2 separate regions of the Mus musculus genome follow, and region 2 is linked to region 1. The links are chromatin contacts, called in public promoter capture Hi-C maps. All regions are on one chromosome and are shown on one strand. Each heading gives the region's core, a stretch centred on a gene start, on an enhancer-like site or on the middle of the called end of the contact. The rest is flanking DNA. Distances are from core to core; before and after follow the strand shown.

Region 1 (2,593 bases), core at 33-2,532:
TTAAGGTTTCTATCTCTCCCATCGCAGACCATCTTTCCTCCCAGTGTTGCTGGAGGGGCACAGTCTTCCTGAGGTCAGTGCCTCTGACCCCTCACAAAAGCTGGGGATCTGGAGCTCACCACATAGCCTGTAGGCAGCTCAAAAGGCTAGAGAATATCCTTTCCAAGGGACTCAGTTGACCTTAACATCTCTTAGCTTTGCTGGTTTCCACTTTTTCCAAACAGCTTGTCTGGACTCAGAGTCTTCTTTGGAATTTGCCTTTTCTGGGAGTGACTTTCAGCAGGTCGGCTTGTTTATACTTGGGGACCTCATACCAGAGCCTTTAGACCAGATGGTCCTAGGCACCACTGCTACCTTGACCCCTTGTGAGTCTCTTTGAAATTCAGTTTCCTCATTTCTAGAATGAGAATAACCGTAGGGTGTGGGGTAGTTGTACTAGAGGTTGGGGAGATGGTACACCAGGAAAAGCACTAGCTACACGTGACTGAGGAACTAAGTTCTAATTCCCATAAATAAAGCTAGATACTGGGCATGCATACATCCCGTCACAGTGCTCCTGAGGGGAGTTGGGAGGTAGAAACAGGAGAATACACTAAAGTTTATGGACCAGGCAACCTGGTATATCCATCAGGAAACAAACAAACAACAAAACAAAACAAAAAACACCCAAGAGAGAGTCTGTATAAAAAAAAAGTGGAAGATGAGCCTGAGGTTGTCCTATGACGTCCTCATGTACATCATGGTACACATGTGTCCAGATTCATGAACACAAATGCACACATATACTAGGCCACACACATGGATGCACACATGTGCACATATATAAGCAGATAAAAACAAAAAATAAAGTAAGAGTTATGCTTAGCACAAAGGCTGGATAAATGCTTTGTAAAGAAATCAATGTACAGTTTGACTCTGTAGAAAGCTTTGTGGGAAGTGGCGGGATGTGGGAAGGCACTGGGAGTCTTCATGTGTCCCACATCACAGTCATCCCTGTCTCTCGCTTGCTGCTCACGTTCTTTCTGTAGTTTGTATTCACCACGATCCTCCTTCTTGCCATTCGCACTTGAGTTCTGGACCTTTGGCCTTGGTTTTTGACTCCCACTTGCGCTGAGCTCATTCTCTGAGGCTTTTCCTTCTGCTGAATTGGAAAAATCTCTTTTTCCTCTTGCACAACTTCTCTGATTCCGCAGCTGTGACAGCCCACCTGGCAGGGAGCTCCACTGTGGGACACTGACTGAGCTCAGCCAGGAACACCAAGACCTGACTGCCTTGGCCCAGTGAAGAACTCAGCCCTCTGATTATAGGCAATACAAAGAACGGCACTATCTCAAAGCCAACATTTTTCAGGCATTGGACAATTTGATGGTGGAGTTCATTTTCTCCTCCCATCTGGCCTGGCTCATTGTGATCTGTCAAGTAGCCTTGGGGCCAAAAGGACTGCCAGATTGGGTAATTTTCTCGGAGAAGAGCTATAAAGATGAGCGAGTCAAATGTGCTTTCAGCGTGAATCATAAATTGCAGGCACCAAGGCCAATACAAAGCACATGTCCAGCAGTGGGGGTGGGACACAGCAAGACAGAATTAATATTAGGTGTCCTGGGGCCATCACATCTCAGGAGACAATTCTATACCTGTGAAATCTTAGCATTTGTTGTAGGCATTTCAGCTTGTCTTCCAGAATGAATTCACATCACTGATATTTAACATAATAATTTGACATGGCTTTACTACTATGATGGTCCTGGCAGGTTGGCTGGAAACACAGACATATTAAGTGACAATCGCTGTATCTTATGCTAAGGGATCTGGTGAGGGAAGTACATGTTGCATGACAGGTCCTGATCCAGGTGGGGTGGGATTTGAGAAGGTGGAGGTGAGTCACATCGGAAGGAAGCAGTGTCACATGTACTAAAGAACAAGAAGAAACTAGCTAGTAAAATAAAGGAGAAAAATGAGGAAGTCCAGGGGAGGAAATAGTACCTGCAGAAACCTGGGACATGTAAGGAAATGCCATTTCCTAGTGAGACTGAGATACAGGTTAAGACACTGAAGACAAGGGTGAGATGAGCAATTGTAAGCTTTACTTTCCATATCCGTTCTACTCTAGTCCACAGGATGAGCAGGATGGAACATTCTCACACATACTATTGTCTCGCCAGCAAGAACACACGCGTGAGAAACTGGATCCTTCTGCAGCAACTTTATTACACCAGTTTCAACATGAAGAGGAATACCCCAAGCACCAAAAAGGCGCTGCTTATATACACCTTAGTGTGGCGTGTGATTGGCTGCTCTCCCAGAGCCTCATCACCACGCCCCGGGATGGGCAGTGACTTGGCACGAATTTACTCTTGCACCTGCGCACATTACTTGTTTACCAGTTAGGCACAGCGGAGGCTCATGATGGCAATTGCTCACGGCTCTCCACAGAACATGTCAACTGGGAAGTGATTCCTTACACTTCTAAAGGTGAAAATCCCTCAAGTTCTGATGACACTTAGAAACTCAACCATTGGAGATCATATCGCCCTGCTTTGTGGCTCATTCTCTGTGTGGCTCAACAGGTGGACCATCTACCCACAGCCTTCCA
Region 2 (2,593 bases), core at 70-2,569, 640 kb after region 1:
TTGTTGAGAAAGAGCAGTGGTCACTCCTGTCTGGCTAACAACCAGACTGTGTAGAGAACATGAAGAGCCAGTGACAGAATTCTGATGACAAATGCTTGCCAAAACAAAACAAAGCAGAAAACAAACAACAAGAACAACAAAAACACCAGGATTTTTCGGTGTTGCTAGTCACGTGAAAGAAACAAAAAAAATCTTCCAAGGAAACACAAATTAACCTTGTAAGAATCATGCCTGCACGTGCCTTATAACCCCCAAGCACTGTATTCTATACACATCCTTGTATTGAGAATTAAAGCTTACAGTCAGCATGAAGATGGCTCAGTCTGCCATTAAAGCAGGCATGTCAGAGCCTAGAACAGCACAGCCTTGCAACTTGAGTTTGTACTGTGCGATTCCATTCAGCATGTCTCCCTTTTCATTGCTTTTGTTACATCATTTCTACTTTCCACATCCTTGGGTTGCATTAATCTACTAAGATTCCTAAGACACAGAGATAAAGTGATGAGGAAGATCTACGTCAAACCCAAGAGGCAGAAACTAAATATAGAATGACAGAGTTACTTTGTTGCAATTTTAGTAAGCACGGGCTACAAAAAGAACTTACAAACAAAGAACCAAGCTGTAATGTCCTGGTTTGTTTCCTTGAACTCTGCCCATAAACACTCTACAAACTGTTGCACCCATTTTGAGAGTAAAGGAGACTAAAAACAAAACAAACAAACAAACAAACAAAAACAACAACAAAACACAAAACAAACAAAAAACGCAGCACTTGTAGAAGGAAGAAAGGGGGTGGGGGGGGGAAGGAAGAGGCAAGATGTACCAGTTGTAAAGTGTTGTAGCAGAAAAGGTTGTGGCAATTTCCACACCTGTGGCCTGGGATACAGGGCTTGAAGAATGTGTCACCATGGCATTTCCTTCTTATTTTCCTTTCCCTTGTTTTCTGTACCACGGGAAGGGGAGGGGAGGGAGAAGTGGAGGTCTACGCCCTTTTGCTTGCCAAGAAAAAAATCTTCATCCGCCAATGGGTAACTTGAAAACATCACTCTCTCTCAAACTGGTCTCCTAGTTTGCAAGATGGAAATAAGAACCATGAAAACTGTCTGCATTATATGAAACAGCACTGCATTTACATGTACATGCACACATACGCATACCTGTACACGTACGTGCACACCCATGCTAGGTATTTGCGCAATAAGTTTCTCCTCTTAGTTCTCCCCACTTTCCTTTTCCTTGCAATCTCTTGTTTTCCTTGCCTTCTTTGCCCGCTCTCTAGAGAGCTCTTCGTTTCATAAGAAGATGAATCAGCATTCTAATACCCTTGGCAGGAGGTTGCTGTCAGGGGCGTACCCTGCCCTGTCAGTCTGTGGCTTTAGCTTTAGCTCTAGGGACTTAATTTTTTTTTAACAAAATAACTAGCATGCCCCTTACTCCTGATTTTCCACTTGTTGTTCATGCTTTACCCATTGTAGGAAGGGTGGAGTGCTTCTAAGCCAACGGAAGTGGGGGATCGGATGGGAAGAGGAACATGGGAGGGAGTCATGGTTTTTATTTGCAGCCCTGAGAGCTTGTGAATTGTTTAATGAGAACATACCTTCTCCCCATTCCCCAAGAGTTGAGCAATGAGGCCCTTGCAGCTCTCCTTCAACACAGAAAAGCTTGGGGCAAGCATCCAAAGTGGGACTTGACTGTGGCATGCCAGCATTTTAAAGATCCAAAGTCTACAGAACCGCATGCGTCTCCTGGGACCTCCACATGTGAAACAGATTGTGAGATTGACTCTAGACGTTTTGCTTCCCCCGAAGACCTGAGATGCTTCCTCTAACAATGAGGAAAGTGTGCCCAATCCCTACCCTAGATCTGGGTTTGGGTTACATGCCTGGAGGCTGGAGACAGAGCAAATAAGGCAGTGGCAAGCTTGTCCATGCAGCTCTGAGAGGACCCTCTGTAGATTAGGTTTGTGGATCAAAATGTAGAAAAACTGCAGAGCAAGAAGCAAACCTACCCATGGGAGCAGTGCTTATTATTAAGCAGCCTTGAGTCCTGAGGGGTGAGGGTCACAATAGAGGATCATCACATTCATTGTGTATCTGGTCTTTCCAATGATGTGAGGAGGGAACTGGACTTTCCAGACACAATCAGTGACAGTTCACTTGGATGCATACTCCACACAAAGACACTGGAGCCCAGTGGACAGAAGAGTAGAGCCAGAATCTGCATGTAGCTCTGACACCAGAATCCATTCCTGGCTGGCTGTCATACAATACCCACAAAGAATGAAGAAATGCAGGGGGTCGAGGGGAGAGAATGAATACAATTATTAAAGAAGACAGAAGAACTCAAAATCCACAGCACAGATGAGGAAATGCATTATTCGTACAAATAGCACCTTACTTTTCTTAATTTATAGCCTGGTGAATTAATGGTTCTTGTGTCCTCAAGAAAAGGTTAGAGAATGGGCAGCCTCACCCACTGCAACGGGCAAGGAGCGTGTAATTAGTTTTAGAAGGCCTTCCATGCAAAATGATTAAATCAAGTTTTGGCACATGAAAGGGTAAGCTTTGGTTATTGGAAAATGTACTTAGGTGAC

Evidence for each region. Promoter capture Hi-C pulls out the DNA fragments that hold promoters and counts their contacts.
Region 2: a promoter capture Hi-C map of the 3T3-L1 cell line shows a contact between it and region 1, with 3 times the contacts expected there. The contact joins two enhancer-like sites. A contact is called at or near these places in 1 of 39 promoter capture datasets (the 3T3-L1 cell line), 1 of 484 Hi-C or Micro-C datasets (uterus), 1 of 115 datasets of contacts at active chromatin or transcription factors (astrocytes) and 1 of 9 other capture datasets (embryonic stem cells).

What each region holds. Positions count from the first base shown.
Region 1 is chr4:105,456,064-105,458,656 of GRCm38.p6, forward strand. No RefSeq gene overlaps it. Among named protein-coding and RNA genes, the nearest start is that of Gm40217, 140 kb to the left of the region's middle. Within about 2 kb of position 1,283, at least 27 of the 459 cell types and tissues checked have an H3K27ac peak or open chromatin away from gene starts, as enhancers often do.
Region 2 is chr4:106,093,717-106,096,309 of GRCm38.p6, forward strand. No RefSeq gene overlaps it. Among named protein-coding and RNA genes, the nearest start is that of Gm26047, 24 kb to the right of the region's middle. Within about 2 kb of position 1,320, at least 39 of the 459 cell types and tissues checked have an H3K27ac peak or open chromatin away from gene starts, as enhancers often do.